Regions from separate parts of the Mus musculus genome. Here region 2 is linked to region 1. The links are chromatin contacts, called in public promoter capture Hi-C maps. All regions are on one chromosome and are shown on one strand. Each heading gives the region's core, a stretch centred on a gene start, on an enhancer-like site or on the middle of the called end of the contact. The rest is flanking DNA. Distances are from core to core; before and after follow the strand shown.

Region 1 (4,021 bases), core at 901-3,400:
CTAGGTACCTCAGTGTGGCTTGAACCTATGTGTCCACAGGTCACATCTCCTTCATGTGAGAAGCATGCCATGTGTTCCAAGTCACCTAAGCCTCGGGTGTGTGCCCACTGAGTCTCTACCTTACCAAACTCCCTGGCATGGTTTGATGTCCCACGGATTACAATAAATCTTTGTCTGCATTGACCTGGTGGTTGGGTTATGTTGGAATTAAGAGGACCCACAACAATACAAGCTCTCCAAACCCAGAGAGCCCCAGGTTGCTCCCATCTTGAATCAGATTTTATACTGAGTCTTTTCAGAAAACCATCCATTTTGTGAAGGAGATTTTCAGATGTGCTAGCACAGAGCCAAGCATGACACCCTTTTCTGAATGTTTCAACTTTTAATTATGGAAAAGCTTAAGGACACATAAGGACAGACATGCAGCATAATGGATCCCCAAGAACGCATTACCCAGCTTCAGCAGTAATCAACATGTTTGTCGATATTTGTCACCCATTCCCCAATCGCTCTTTTAAACTAGAACACTGTAATCTTTAACGAATCCCAGACTTCCCATCATCCTGCCTGATAAACTTCAGTAATTCCACTCACAGAAAAGAACTTCCTTAGAAAAGCTTAATAATTTCTGGGTCTGTAATTATAATTTTTTTGTTCTCCTTTTTTTTTTCAACTTCCTAAAGACTTCCCTGAAAGAGGGTAGGGGGGACATTGTTTTGGTTTTTTGTTTTGTTTTGTTGTTGTTCTTTTTGGTTTGGGGCTTGTTTTGTTTTGTTTTTTGGCGAGTCATCTACTGAAATATATATCTACAGTGCTTCTAATTTTCTTTCCTTTTTTATAAAAGGGTTTACTTAGTTTATTTGCAGAGAAATTTGGCCTGCGAGGCATGAACGTACACCACATATATGCTTGGTACTAACAGAGTCCAGAAAAGGGTGTCAAATCCTTTGGAACTGGAGTTACAGGTAGTTGTTAGCATACATCTGGGTCCTGGGAATTGAACTCAGGTCCTCTGGAAGAACAGCCAGTGCTCTTAGCCACTGAGCCATCTCTCCTGTCCCAAGTGTTTCTTTACTTCAATTCAAAGATTTGTACTGCTTTGCTCTTACTACACTGGTCAACTCTTTTGTTTTCCTTTGGCTGAATGCTTGCTTGGTGAGTAATGGTGTCCCCTGAGGTTATCAGCGCTCTGCTGGAACAGCTTTAGCCTCAGCCTTCACAGTGTTCCGTTTTCCATGTTCTCATGGGGTCTATAACTGCACTTTTAATTTTCTACTTTAAACCATACATTGTTTAAATGTTTTCTTCTTTAAAAAAAAAATTCTCCTCTCTCACGGCTGGAGAGACGGCTCAGAGGTTAAGAGCACTGACTGCTCTTCCAGAGGTCTTGGGTTCAATTCCCAGCAATCACTTGGTGGCTCACAACTATCTCTAATGGGATCTGACACTCTCTTCTGGTGTGTCTGAAGATAGTGTACTCACACTCATAAAATAAATAAATCTTAAAAAAAAAAAGTTTCAACATTCCCTTCCTTTAACCTTCTACTTTCCCCAGTCGCTGGTGTGGTATGGTGTGATGTTCACCTTTCCATCTCTGATCCTGAGAGAGATTCGGGGATTATGATCACAGATGCGCGCCATCACACTGGAATCCGTGTGGTGCCAAGAACGAAACCCGGGGCTTTATACATGTTAACCAAGTGCTCTCTCAACTGAGCTAACATCTTCAGCCCTGATTTGCCAGTACGTAAGTTGAGGTCCTCACCTACTCATACACGTGAAAGAAAAATTACAGAAGAACAAAATAGCTCAACTGGAAATAAAATGCAGAGAAGTAATGCGGTTGAGACAACTAAGCTACTGGGTTTCAGGTCAGAAGTGGCTTGAGGCGGCAGGAAGGCAACTTCCGGGATGTTAATAGGCAGGGCTGATGCAAGGAGCATCACTAACAAGTAGCATAAACACTGGCTAGTTGGAGGAAGCTTCTGAGCAGGATAAATACTGGATATAAACAAACAGCAGGGCCATCTCATGCGCTGTCTCCATAGCAACAAGAAGAGCAATACCCCCCACAGGGGATCGGGCTTGTGGGTTGAGACCTGGAAAATAGAGTGGGGCTCCCTCGCTCAGGAAAGGGGGCTGGAAACAGCAGCTAGTGATTACTGCAGGCTGACTGCATCTGTGAGGCTGCATGCTGGAGAAGCCTTGCCTCTCTACTCAGTGCATGAGAAGCGACCCACAGCTCCCAGACTAAACCTGTGATGTGTCAGAATGACTGCAGAACAGGAATGCCAAGCTGCTAGTTTAAGACTTGCGATCAACATTTTGTATATTACACTGAAATTTTCCTTAAGAGGGAGGAGCTTATGAGGTATGAACTGGGGGGAGGGGGGCCGCAGGAAGGAACCAGGAAATTAAAGAGAAAGCACACAGATGGCTCTTTAATTGCCTTCACCGAGGTCCTGCAAACTATAAGTCCAGAAAACAAGTAGACACCCATATGAAGAAAAGCGATGCTATAATTCCAGAACCTAGAAGACAGAAGCAAGAAAAACTCAGGACCAGTCTGGGTCTCATGGCTGAGCTGGCTCTCAAAGGAAACAAAGAGGACTCTGGTGGTGGTGGCACACACCTTTAATCCCAGCATTGGAAGGAGGGTGGCAGCAGAGGCAGACAGACCTCTGAGTTCAAAGCCAGCCTGGTCTACAAAGTGACTTCCAGGACAGCCAGGGCTACACAGAGAAAGCCTGTCTTCAGGAACCAATAGTTAATTAATTAATAATTAATAAAATGTGATCTGTGTCTTAATTCTCCTTTCGCGGAGGCTACTTGAAGTGTTTAAATCCATTTGTATGCCACATCAAGCTTCTGTAGGACTGCTGGAGTCTGAGCTCCTGTGAACAAATTCCCAGGGCTCAGGCAAGAACCACGCAGTTGGTGAAGCCACTGTCCCTGCCACCACAGAATCAGGAGGTTACCTGCCTAGCCAGGTGCGGGCCCCATCAGGAAGCTGACTGCTCAGCAAGAAAGTCTCTTCCAGAAAGTCTCCTCCTGATTTGCCTTTGCTGCTTTTTGCACCTACAGCAGCAAAAGAGAGGTCCCATGCCCCAGGTGACTTGGTTCTAAAGCTAGTCTCACTTGAATGCACCACCTTGGCTGTCATTTGCTGTAAAGAATCATCTCCCGTGGCAGCCAAACTGGGTTAGAGAACAAAACCATTTAAGAAACTCGCCATATGTTTGGGTTCATCGTGGAATCCGTGAACCGCCTTGGTGATGCCAGCCTCCAAAAGAAACTGGCAAACGCTCTTCCTTTGGTCACCTTGAAGCTGAGTAACCTCTCTGTACTTGGGATGGTCAATCACACGTCCATTACAGGCAGGTTTCTTCCTGAAAGCTTTCACAAGTTTCTTTTTGTCATAACTGTCCGCAACACCCTGCACAGCGATCAGGGTCTGCCTGCCGTCCCGCTGCTGGATTCTTATATGAATGTAGTCCTCAGTCCCTGCGGGGAGTAAGTCATTGCCCTTAGTTGCATCAGCAAGGGGGTCGAAAGATTGGAAGTTCTGGACAGTGGGCATGCAAAACTAGTGTGAGGCTGGCCAAGGGATAAAATTCTAATCACCGTGTCAGGAGGCTGCAACAGTGAGAAACAGAAATCAATCCAGTGTGGCTCTTTAATCCTTCCAATTAGGATCTTAATTCTCTAATTTTAGTTCCCCTGTAACTCTGAGACAAATGATACATAAACAGAAATTATAAAAAAAAATATGAAACTGGTGGCCTTGCCCAAGTCTAGGAGTAAAATTTCTTTTTCCTTATTCAGCAGTATATTTTCCCCTAGCCCTTGTTTTGCTTCATGCCCCTATTGCCATTTATCCTAAAGAAAGATTATCCTTATTGGAATTTTCCAAATACTTAGTGCCCTACACTCTTCCCACTGCTCACAAAGAACAGTGTTACGTGTCAGACACGTTACCAATCACAATGAGACAGAAAGCACCATGGAACTGTGGCTAACA
Region 2 (4,021 bases), core at 1,137-3,636, 1.5 Mb before region 1:
GCTCCACAGACAAACCCAGCTGTTGATTAGCTGTGCAACTCTGATGAAACCTTTTAGAACTGCAGTGTGTCCAGAAAAATGGCCTTCAAATTCCTGACTCACAGAAGCTATGAAAGATAAGTGTTTATTATTGTGTTAGTGCACTAAGCCATTACACCTTGGAGTCATTTGGCACACACACACACAAAAAAATGTAACTAATATTTTTATCACATACCCCTGCTTTCCAAGTCATTGTTCTTTTAATTTACTAGTACTTTCTGAAAACTAATAGGACAACAACAACAAAAATAACAGTGATGTTTTAAGATAGAATTATTTTGAGACATTTTTCTAATAAGAAATACTCTTCTATTCATTCTTCAAGAGTCTAAGCATAAAGTTTTATTACAATTAAAACTGGAAGAAAACTTAAACAGGCCAAACTGTACATATTCTCTTGGGTGCCTCAGCTTTCTCTGACTCTTCTCACAACACAGTGAAAGTTTATAAGAGTGGTTCTCAACCTTCACAATGCTATAACCCCTTAGTACAGTTCCTCACATTGCGGTGACCTCCAATCATAAAATTATTTTTGTTATTACCTCATAACTGTAATTCTGCTACCTCTATGAATCATAATGTAAATACCTGATATGCAGATGGTCTTAGGCAAGGCCTATGAAAGTGTTTTGGAACCCCTCCGCCCTAGGGGTTACACTATAGGTTGAGAAGCACTGGTTTACATCATGGAGGGCAGATGGTTCATTACACCTTGTACTTCAGTCCTAAGCTCTCTTACTCATTTGTTCTGTCTTACCATGAGACAGATGTTTTTGCCACATCATGATGTGTGTAGAAGGTTCTTCCCAGATATGCTGTAAGACACATGAACCATAACCTTCAAGCCTCCAGAACCACAGGGCTAAATATGCTTCTACAACCTAACAGCCATTCAACATCTACTATTTAGTCTTTAACAAGAACCAAAAAACAAACACCCGCCACAGAACAAAACAAACACCCAACGGGAAGACAGCTCTGGTCTTACTCTACAGTACTCTAATTCCAACACTTCAAAGACCATCTCCAAGTAAAGGAGACCTTGCTCTCTCTTCCTGGGACATACTTGGCAATACCAAGGAACAGCCTGGTTTGCTTGGTCGAACATTGTATTTAGCCCTTACTATGATTATGAGATACAAGCTGCCCATAAAACCTGGCCATTAGGTACAAAATAGAGGGTTATGATTTATTATAGTCCTACTTTGAGCCATCTGTTCCTGTTTTCTTTAGTTGTATCATTTATTCATCTTCTAGCTCACTCATTCATTCAGTCCATGCCTATGAAGTATCTTCTGCGTGTTAGCTCTGATATAGTGAGTGCTGAAAAAGACTTAACAGTCTTGCCAACAAGAATTTGAATTAAAGAAATAGATTTTAATGTTTAATAGGAAAGATATTTCTAACAAACAACAGAAACAAACAAACAAACAAAAACAAAACAAAACCAACACCTTTTCAAGAAGGAAAATTGTGCATGTGTGTAGTCATACTTGTATGAATAATGTAGGCATACTTGCATTGTGTATTTATTTAAGCTGGGAGACAGGGTTTCTAATTCTGTTATTTTGTAATGCATTGAAATAATACACCTACTGAACAAATTCCTAGCATACAAGAAACAACATTTTTTAAAATATTTATTTATTTATTTATTATATGTAAGTACACTGCAGCTGTCTTCAGACACAGCTGTCTTCAGACACACCAGTCAGATCTCCTTAAGGATGGTTGTGAGCCACCATGTGGTTGCTGGGACTTGAACTCAAGACCTTCAGAAGAGCAGTCGGGTGCTCTTACCCGCTGAGCCATCTCACGAGCCCGAAACAGCATTTTTAATAGTGCCCAAGATGCCCTTTATGGCCTGTAATTCAGCAGGGCAGGGGAATAACTATCAAGCAACCTTTTTTGTCTGTTTCAACAATCTGCTAGCATAACTCTTTCTGCATCGAGAGTTACCCCTGGACCAGTACAGCCAGGCTTAAAGAACATTTTGTTCCAGTCACCTCCCCTTCCCCTGCAGATGAAATCCTTGATGAAAGCCAGATGAACTAGAGAAAAAAACTTCCAGGTGTCAAAATAACATCTCAGAAAGCATCTCTGTCCTTCACAGAAGATGTGACTAGATTCATAGAAATTAGAAGGAAAGTAGCCTTTCCGTCATCAGGCGAAAGATAATGTCTTCTGATATAGTGCCTGGGTTTTTCCTCAAGTTTAAAATGAGTTGTTTCTATACAAAATCAAGCCGCGCACATTAAACATGCCTAATGCACCCAGGGGTGGAGAGGAAGCGTGCATGGAACCAATTAAGTACTCTAACTTCATAATGTCATGTTCAAAGCTTCGGGATATTATATGAAGTAAGTGGCACACAACGCCTTTCTTTGTGCTTAGAAGCCACAGGACTGCTGTCTGACCCACAGGTGATCCTCCCCAGTACATAGCCTTCTCCATCAAGATGGAGGAGTTCAGAGCTACTAAGAGTAACCTCCTGGAGTGTTCACTTCAGTCAGTAGCTACAAGAAATGCAAAGATGTCACTTTCCAGGTAGAATCTTTCTTTCATCGTTTGAAGAGTTTCATCTCTGTGCAAACACAGCAAACACAAGTAAGAATGAGCAGTCTGAAGCAGGCAAAATCCCAGGCTGGAGCCTCTCAGATCATCTATTCGAGCTGTTCTGCCATGGGATTTGAAAAGTGCATTCAGTTGTTTCATAATTTTGTTCAAGAAACTTGAAATGTATGCTCACCCAAGAAAAACTGGGAACTTCCTTAGGGAAAAAAAGAAAAGAGCAATTTATCATCTATCTATCTATCTATCTATCTATCTATCTATCTATCTATCTATCTACCTACCTATCTATCTTTCCATCCATCCACTTTACCCCCAATGATTGATTGATGATCCCCTTCCTTCCTCTCCTTCCAGTCCCACCCCTTTTCCCTCTTACCCCTTCCCCTTCTCTCCAGAGAATGGAAAGCTCCCCTCCCCATGGATACCAATCTGCCCTGGCACATCAACTAACCTGGACCATGGAGGCTTACAGAGACTAAGCCACCAACCAAAGAGCATGCACGGACTGGACCTAGGCTTACCCATTTGTAGCAGATGTTCAGTTTGGTCTCCACAAGGGTCTCCTAACAATTGGAATGGGCGCAGGGGTGTCTCTGACTCTGTTGCCTGCCTCTGGAAACATTTTTTCTTTTGTTGTCAGCTTCAATGACAGCTGCTACAAGCTCGTGGAGTACCAGAAGTAAATATTTAACGGTTGAATAAATGGCTGTGTGGAAGTTTGTACTAAAAGTGACAGGGGGACACCAAAGTATGTTCAAACAAGAATGGGTGTGAATATGCTTGTTTCATAGGATGGTCAGGCAGGCAGAAGCACAGAGCATGTAGTGGAAAAGAAAAGACCTAAAGGCAAGATGATTCATACATTATCACTTCAACTGTGGGAGATGTGTTAAGGCAATAAGTAGCAGATGGACTGAAGGAAAGTTAGATATTGAAAACAAACCTGTATGATCTAGTGAAGGCTAGAATATGAAAGGAAACAGGAGAGCTTGGTCCTATGGGTAGTTGATGGGCCAGCTGGCTGAGGTGCAGAATACAGAAAGATGCGGTAGGAAAAATAGACTTGATGTCAGGAACAAACATCATTGAAACCTTTATGGGTCAGAGGTGCTTGTGGGATGTCAGGCTTAGAATATTAAACAAACAAACAAACAAACAAACAAACAAACAAAAACCAGGTTTAATGGCTTTCTCACAGGGCAACCGTTAGCATTGACACTAGGAAGACTGAAGACAGCAACACAGAACAAGCAATATGTAGGAACTGAGGAAACTTTAATACAATGGACAGAATTGTGCTACCACACCCAAGTGCTCTGGGTATTTATTCTAGGCTACCTAAACACCAAGCTCTGATGCTCAGAGAGAGTCACAAAACCAAGCTTTAGTTTGCTCAATAGGATGA

Evidence for each region. Promoter capture Hi-C pulls out the DNA fragments that hold promoters and counts their contacts.
Region 2: a promoter capture Hi-C map of cranial neural crest shows a contact between it and region 1. The contact joins two enhancer-like sites. A contact is called at or near these places in 4 of 39 promoter capture datasets (cranial neural crest, hippocampal neurons, liver and 1 more).

Annotation. Positions count from the first base shown.
Region 1 is chr10:91,227,745-91,231,765 of GRCm38.p6, reverse strand. No RefSeq gene overlaps it. Among named protein-coding and RNA genes, the nearest start is that of 4930534H03Rik, 9.1 kb to the right of the region's middle. Within about 2 kb of position 2,150, at least 128 of the 459 cell types and tissues checked have an H3K27ac peak or open chromatin away from gene starts, as enhancers often do.
Region 2 is chr10:92,738,151-92,742,171 of GRCm38.p6, reverse strand. No RefSeq gene overlaps it. Among named protein-coding and RNA genes, the nearest start is that of Nedd1, 18 kb to the right of the region's middle. Within about 2 kb of position 2,386, at least 4 of the 459 cell types and tissues checked have an H3K27ac peak or open chromatin away from gene starts, as enhancers often do.